Linked DNA regions of Sus scrofa: regions 2 and 3 are each linked to region 1. The links are chromatin contacts, called in public Hi-C and HiChIP or PLAC-seq maps. All regions are on one chromosome and are shown on one strand. The core of a region is the stretch at or near the end of the contact, and the rest is flanking DNA. Distances in the headings are between cores, read along the strand shown.

Evidence for each region. A called contact is a pair of places that touch in the nucleus more often than the background predicts. HiChIP or PLAC-seq counts read pairs in DNA pulled down with a chosen protein or histone mark.
Region 2: a Hi-C map of fibroblasts shows a contact between it and region 1, with 3 times the contacts expected there. The contact joins two enhancer-like sites. A contact is called at or near these places in 2 of 47 Hi-C or Micro-C datasets (fibroblasts and skeletal muscle) and 1 of 2 datasets of contacts at active chromatin or transcription factors (skeletal muscle).
Region 3: a contact with region 1 is called in an H3K27ac HiChIP or PLAC-seq map of skeletal muscle. The contact joins two enhancer-like sites. A contact is called at or near these places in 2 of 47 Hi-C or Micro-C datasets (embryonic fibroblasts and fetal skeletal muscle) and 1 of 2 datasets of contacts at active chromatin or transcription factors (skeletal muscle).

What each region holds. Positions count from the first base shown.
Region 1 is chr14:20,769,278-20,771,796 of Sscrofa11.1, reverse strand. All of the region lies in intron 10 of PALLD (palladin), which reads left to right. Among named protein-coding and RNA genes, the nearest start is that of CBR4, 150 kb to the right of the region's middle. Within about 2 kb of position 1,261, at least 54 of the 83 cell types and tissues checked have an H3K27ac peak or open chromatin away from gene starts, as enhancers often do. A contact at or near this core is called in embryonic fibroblasts, fetal skeletal muscle and skeletal muscle, where this site is marked.
Region 2 is chr14:21,008,189-21,010,707 of Sscrofa11.1, reverse strand. The region is part of intron 2 of PALLD (palladin); the gene reads left to right. It overlaps LOC110256756 (a long non-coding RNA gene), which reads right to left. Exons shown (of 2, transcript XR_002338685.1): 1 at 1-2,519. Among named protein-coding and RNA genes, the nearest start is that of PALLD, 11 kb to the left of the region's middle. Within about 2 kb of position 1,262, at least 12 of the 83 cell types and tissues checked have an H3K27ac peak or open chromatin away from gene starts, as enhancers often do. A contact at or near this core is called in skeletal muscle, where this site is marked.
Region 3 is chr14:20,901,881-20,904,399 of Sscrofa11.1, reverse strand. All of the region lies in intron 2 of PALLD (palladin), which reads left to right. Among named protein-coding and RNA genes, the nearest start is that of PALLD, 120 kb to the left of the region's middle. Within about 2 kb of position 1,264, at least 24 of the 83 cell types and tissues checked have an H3K27ac peak or open chromatin away from gene starts, as enhancers often do. A contact at or near this core is called in embryonic fibroblasts, fetal skeletal muscle and skeletal muscle, where this site is marked.

The DNA of each region.
Region 1 (2,519 bases), core at 12-2,511:
CAGTTTAACATTTTCCTGCCCTAAAACAATGCATTGTTTCATCTTTTAGTGGCTGCTACTACCACCTTTCTTCTCAATGACAGCAAGATGGAAGCACAAATGTAAACCTTGATTTTTAAAACTCAGAAACAGGCTTTCACAGAATCCTTTTCCCTGGACATGTGCTTGTGAGTGATTCATGACTGCAGACATATATCCATTTCCTTTGAGGGGAGCTGTGGAGTTTCCATGGTAGAATACAGTATAACAGGGTCACGACGTCCTCTGCTGTACACCTGGGCAAGTTTGAGCTCACAAGCCATGTTCCAGGCATGTCCGATCTGATTCCTTGAGGTTGCAAGCAATGGAGATGCGGGGAAGTGTGTGTGTCGTCCCTCCGCTGCTTCTCTCCCAGGCCGATTAGGACTCCCAGCAACAGAAATTCATCCAGGCCAGTCTGAGACGGCTCTAGCAGAAGAGGGTGATACTCCTTGGGAATTCTGCTAGGCTGGAGGTTCTTTCCACCCTGGTCGCCATGGCGATCAAAACAAGCAGAACTGACTGCGTGGTCATGAGGCAGGGAGAAATGTGCTTTCTGTGGAATTCGATCTGCTCCTTGTGACGGTGAGGATAGTGACTCTGAAGGCTGGTTACAGCATCGAGCCCAAGGCCTGGCAAAGTCGGAGCTCGGACAGCACAGAGGACAAAGGAAAGTACAGACTATTTTCAGCGCTAAATGAGAAATAATAGGAGGTGATAGGATATCCTGTATGTTTATATTCCTCTCCTTTGGAGGCGAGTTCTGACACCTTTTCAGAGCAAGTGCTGGGAACAGGCTTCGGCTCTTTAATCCCTCAGGTCCTCCGTCTGGGAAAATAGCTCCGTCTTAATTTCTCAGTCAGACAAGAGCTAATTGCAAACGGATTAAAACCTTGAGAAGTGCTTTGTTCAGCTGATTGTTTCAGGTTTCCTTTTGGAGTGTGGGTGATGTGTTTATTTGACATAATAAATACCACCATCCGCTTTGTTCCAGGAACCAAAAGGCTGTGTGCTGGCCTGAGGAATTTCTCCGTTGTTTATATGTTTTACGGGATGGGCCCTGGCAGAGTCCTTCTTACACAGGGAATGCAGAGAGCTGTGCCTGAGCACAGAAACCAGAAGACACCCCTCTGCCCTTATCAACCCAGAGAGCAGAGCGGATGGGGTGCTGGGGACCCGGCGTGGCCACCTGGACCTGGGCTCCCTCCTCCGTAAGGGAGGAAGTTGGGATGGAAACAAAACCAAACCACTCCACCTATGGGCCAGATTCCATGCCAGGGCCCTGAGGAGTCAGGTAACCACGGGTGAGGCAGCCTAGAGTTTTCAGGGCTTCTGTCCTTTTTGGATGCCCACCCTGCCACACAAGGAGGGCACTGGCGTGGGGCACAGGCCTTGCGGCGATTCTGCATGTGTGCAGCACAGACATCTTTCCCAACAGCTGGAAGTGCTCTGGCCCCTTACAACTTCCCAAAGGCGCTCCTTAAAAGGGCATAAGTGATGGGCCGGTTGGCTTGTGAAGGCGGAGGAGGCTGAGTCAGAGGGACCTGCTGGAGCCGCCTCCCTCCCAAGTGTGTGAGTGTGTGTGTGCGCGTGGGGGGGTGGGGTGGGGGGGAGCTGTAGGCGGGGGCTGGTGGGGGGTGTTTAAAGGGAGGCTGCAAGCTTAGCAGAATGTTTGACCCAGACAAAGAGCAGCTCCAGCAACCAAATAAGGAAGTCGGCACTGCAGGATTTCAGAATAGAAGCTAGTGGGATTCGAGGCAATCTGGGAGAGTAAAAATAAGCTAAGGAAAACGTCCAAGGATTTCTGCTTCGCTTGCTTACCCACATTACAGGGGAAAACAGGATCTGGGGTCTTTGAGCAGGAGTGAGAAAGTCAAGTTGTATCTATCCCGTCCTGGACCAGGTCTGAGAGATGTTCAGAAATGCATTGAGCAACTGAGATAATAAACATTCTCTTGTTAAACGTGGAAAAATGCATTAGGAGCGCATTCCTTTTACCTATAAATTAGGAAACTCTGAGCTGAGGAGGATGAACGTTTTCAAGAAGCCGCTAAGCTGTCTGGACTCCCATTTTCAGACGTGCCCTGAACACTGAGCCGCAACCCAGTCTTTGAGAAAAGCTAACCTCTTACACTATAGAGAAACGTCCCTTAGCCATGCTATCTGATGGGAGCGTGCTGGCAGTTACTCAAGATGTCAGAGAAGGAAATTATGCAGAGAAGTCATCAGTGCCTCGCGAATCTCAACCCCAGCTCCCAGACTCTCCAAAGTACTCAATGATCTTTGTTACTTAGTAATATGAACAGACAGTGATTTTATTTTGACGCTTTTTTTGTAGTGTGGGTGGAGGATGGTGGAGGTTTGGAAGAGGAATTCTAGGTCCCTCCTAAACAGAGTGAGAAACACCTTTTTGTGCCACAAAACCGACCTGGAGTCCCTGGCCAGGGGAACTTCATATGCCATGGACACGACCAAAATGCAAAAAGATGGAGAAAATATTA
Region 2 (2,519 bases), core at 13-2,512, 240 kb before region 1:
CCAGGATCAGGGTGGAATTTAAGGGTTTAGGGAACTTCAAGATTGGAAGCTGCCTTGCTCATCAGCTCTTGTAAGCGCCTCAGGCTGCTGGAGGTCAGGTTTCCCTCATTGAAGGATCCCCGCCTGCAGAAGGGCTCAGGTGGCAGCGTTTCTGTTTTTGGCAGTCGGTGGACTGAGGATGCTCGGTTAGTGTCATCCTGGAGGCGCGGTTCCCGCCTTGCGCATGTGCAGGGCCCTGGGTAAAGTAATTCCCGGCTTACGCAATCTCTGGTGGCAAATCAGCTTCAGCTGGTAGATGTCCTACGTGCTTCACTTTGTCAGGTCCTCCGTCTTGGGGTAAAGCCTGGTCTATCTGCTTCTTGCTGATGAGGGCCTAGGTTTTTATAAGGGAAATGAAATTATTGTGCAGTTATTTGTAAAAATTCCGGAGATCCACCTTGAACTCCTAAGTCTGAGCAATCAGCATATGAATGGTGAGGTAGTAAGTATGAATTTGAATGAATAAAAGGATTAAGTGTAAGATGCACGGAACTGTGACTCCCAGATTTTAACAGTCCTTTGAAAACAGACCGTAATCTTTTGGGGATCCATGAAAACGTGGTGTTTTTTAACATTTTGGTGATTGAATTTGGATTTACGTAGGCCTGGTCCAAACTATTGGACAGAAACAGTCTACTTTCGAGATGTCTGTTTCCTTCTCATCCTGGCCAGGGGGTGTCTTAGCTGCCCTATTTTCCTTTGACAAGTTTTCCTGTGATTTAAGTTCCCTGGGAGTGGTTACCCAAGGCGTGACTCAGCTTTACTGGAGAAAGTGACCTGAAGGACGCAATAGGGTCATTCCACATCCCATGGGGTGACATTGATCCTCAAGTGGCTGGTTTGTCCAAGTTCAAAGGAGCACCGGTCCCTAGCTTGTGCAGCTCAGGGGGACATCCACCAGAAATGTGAGGGGACTAGAAGCACATACCTGTGTAGAAGATAAGATGGCACCAAGAGTTGTGCACATTTTATCATATCTTGTTTGTTTGTTGCCATGTGAACAGTTTCAAGACACAGAGGTACTCCGTCTTAAGGAAGGTTGCCCACAGAACAGTAAGTGCTTAACTGGGGCTGCTTCCAGGGCTGCTCTGCCCCTCAGTGGGGGCAGTTGGTAAAACCTTATCCAAGTTATGTTGGTTTCTTGGCCTATTCTGGCTACTATCTTTTTAAAGGAGTGACTCATCCTTTCCCCCTTCCCTGTAGACTGAGAGTTACTAAATACAAGTGCGTGGGCTGGACACACAGTGAGGCCAAACAATACAGTTTGGAGCCAGGTTATTGCAGAGCCAGGCAGGGAGACTGGTGGTTTGTGTCCCACAAACCCCAAACTCCCCGAACAAAATCGTATAGCATTTTTAAAGACGGGGGAGGGGTCACAGGGTAAGTGACTGGCTTGCACACTATCCTCTGATTGGCTGATGGTAAGGTCACAGGGCTATGTCACAGGGGTTAACATTTTATGTGCTCCTGGTCATCAGCTAGTTAACATCTTCCCTTTGGTGGGGATTTTAGCATCTGTGAAGCAACTCAGGAATGTGCATCAGATACTGTCATCTGGGTGCTTCAGGAGGAGCTGGAGCAGACCCTGTGGGGGAGGGCCCTGCCCTGTTATAGGAGGTCCCCAGGGAGCATGAGCTTCCATCGTGTCTGGTCCAAGGGCCCCAGACCTCCTGGAGTCACCTTGGCTGCTAAAGCGCCTCCACCGTCACTTTGGCTTGAAAGAGGCAAATCCCAGAAGCCTTCTCTGCCTAGCCTGCACCCAGAAGCTTTCTCTGCCTAGCCTGTGCCCCTTCTGCAAAGGTGTCAAGAACACCAGCAAATATCTACCATGTCCCCAGCTCCTGGCAGAAGAGCATCTTCTCTGTCAGTCATCCCCTGGTTCTGCCCCTCGGGTCAGCACCCCTTTTGGTATGGGGGGTAGCCAGGTTTTAGGATGTTTCTGGCACAGATCAGGCAACTTTGTTTTATCCTTTGACTGGTCCTTTGCATTTGTGGACCAACAGTAAATTTCTGTAGCCAGTGAGTGATGGGTTGCCTCCTCCTGATGATGCTCCCTCCATGTAGATGAGTGATAATTCTTTCCATGAAGTGCTCAGGTATGAGCACTAGTCCTTGCTCATCTTAAATCCAGCCTGTGGGGTGTTTGGTGCTGATCACCACCTCGGTCTCCAGAGTCACCATGAAACCCCCACGTGGCTGCTCTCTCAGAATCCATTTCCAAAGCTGAGGCTTACCCAGGGATAGGTCCACACTCAGAACAGGTGGTTGGTCTTAGGATCTGGCGTTTAGTTCTGGCCACCTGCTTTGGTGCCTGATCAGCCAAATGATTCCCTTCAGTTGTGTAATTATCAGTCTTCTGATGGCCCAGGCAATGTCCTATGGCTGTATCTCCCAGCATTCTAACGGAGTCTGATAAGGCCAGGACCCCCTCTGATTGTTTTCCTCCTGAATCCAGTAGACCTCCTTTCCATATGGCCACC
Region 3 (2,519 bases), core at 15-2,514, 130 kb before region 1:
TCAAAGGACCTGTGCTCACTTAACTTTGTGCCTCACTCTCATCCGACTGCAGTGTTCAGGGTATAAGCTGTAGTCTAACAGCCCACTGAAAGCTACCAGGTAGCACCTCCATGTCCGCTGGGGCCAGGAAGCTGGTTAGAGGAGTTCCAGGAAATCTTGCCATAGACGTACTGGGTCCCTTGGCAGCTCTCAGTCGGAGGTCCGAGTGCCATGACCCTGGGGCAGAGGGAGGCTGCAGCCCATCTGCGCCAGTCTGTGTACCAAAGGGGTTAAAGGAAAGTATGTGGAAATTAAATTAGGGTCTTATGAGAAAATTTTTCACTAGAGCTTTGGTGGACCTTCAAAAAGGCAGCGTTGTGTGATGGCTATTGAACCTCTCTGGTTTTGCCATGGTGCGACCTTGAGCAAGCTGCTTGACCATGCAGCCTGTTAATAAAGCAGTCTGTGACGTTTTCTCATGTCCTTCGAGAAGGCGATGTTGCACCGTTCTCAGAACGCCACGTGGAAGGACATCCCGTGTGTGTCCTTCTCACCTCTCCAGGTCTTACAGCAGGTGGCCGGTGAAGTCTGGCCTCAGACACAGAACTCCTAGCTTTAAATCCGTGTTCTCCCCACTGCAGCACACAGCCTCCATCACTCTTAACCTCCGTGGACGTCACTTTCCTTATTTGCAAAAATGAGACATTTGGCCCAGAATGTAATGGTCCATTCCAGCTTAGAACTCTGTGTCTGATATGAATCACTGGCTGGAAGGGAGTCTCAGAAATCATTTAGTCATATTCCTCGCTTCCAGCAGGACTCGATCTAAACTATTTTGAAAAGAAAATGTCACACACACACACCCCTTTATTTTTTCACAATCCTGAGCAGGAGTGTTGAGTGCATTCCAGAGAGAAGGGAAGCGAGGGGCTCCGGGCCCATCTTGTCTCAGCAGACGCCAGCGTCCCAGGATTCGTCTCCACAGCAGGAAAAGGTCACAGACACGCTGTGCTTGGAAGGGAATCCTGTGAGGCGGGGCCAGAGAGGGTGACTGTGCTATGAGGGAAAGGGGGCAGGGTGACTCTGGAAGAACCTCAGGCTCATCACGGTTCTCTGGAGGGAGCGATGACGCAGCCCAGGGTCAGGACACAGAGGGGTCCTCATGCCTTGAATGTGACATAGAAAGTTGTGCGCTCGCCCTGCCCTGGCCTGGGAGGACAGGCCCCATCCTGACATGGGCCAGGACCTGCCCAACCAGGTCCTCCTCCCAGCGCCAGGTGGTCCTTGGCCACTGTCCAAGGAGGAGGGGCCATCCACCATCAGACTGAGTGACAAGGTTGCCATCACATTCCCGTTACTCAGCTGATTGGTTTGTACTTTTCAAACACCCACTGGCTCCCACATTCTTCCCATTTCTGTCCTGTGAGGGGAAAACAAACACCTTGGAGTCCAAAGGCTAAGCCCACACCTGGGGTCGCTAAAGGCCTCAGTGTCTCTGAAATGGGGGCCGGGTCCTAACAGTCCCCCCTGCAAAGTTCAGCAGCCCCAGGTTTGGGGGAGGAGCACAGGGGAACCAGCCACCAAGGCAGCCCAGGTCCAGGTCCTTTCTCTGAGCCATGAGTCACTGTGGTTTCTTTTTATTCGGCCTTAATTTCATCCCCAGGCCCACATCAACCTTACAGTAGTCTTACCGTCCTTGCTGTATGTCAGGCACATAATCATGTTTAATCCCCACAAAAAATATTATGCGGTAGATCTGTTATCCTGCTTTGTTATGTTCTGATAAGGAGAAGCATCCTGCCCAAGGTCACAGGCTAATAAGTAGCAGAGGCAAATGGAAATGCAGCCCACCTCCCAAAGCCTGGGCCGAGAGCCGGGGCCCTTCCCTTGAGCCCAGACTCATCCTCTTGGATTCAGGCTGTGCCTGGAGCAGCTTGTCAGCCAAGGTCCACCCAAGTTCTTGGGCTTTGCTGGGTCTTCCTCCCATCAGCTGCAGCCCTGACCTGCAGCCTTTCCTTCCATCCTCATGATATCCAGCCGACGTGTCGCCTCCGGGACCCTCATCCACCCGTGCCTGCCTGCCTTCTCCCCTCACCTTCTGCCCAGGACCAGGTCACCCTGAGGGGACCTACCTTCTCCCCCCACCTTCCCCTCAGGACCAGGTCATCCCCCAGGGGACCATGGCCATCCTCACAGTGGCCCCTCCTCCCCAGCACGTGCTCAGGCCCACTAAGCCCTGAGGGTGCCACCGCCCCCCTCCCACTGCACCTGTCCTGCTTTTACTTTCTTGGAAGGAAAAATGTGATGTGTTAATACAGCCACACGTTCAGGTTCAACCTCCTGAACCCCACAGAACAAGAGGTTTCAGGGCTGCGGGGGCCCCTGTACCATGACTTTATGTGATGAATGTAGAGACTGGGACCCAGTCTCAGCTCTGAGGCAGAGCCGGGCTGCTCTGGATACGCTCAGCACTGTCCTCGAGTGGCATGAAGTGGCATTCCATCCCACTCACACAGCCTGGCTGGTGTGGCCCCCGGCTG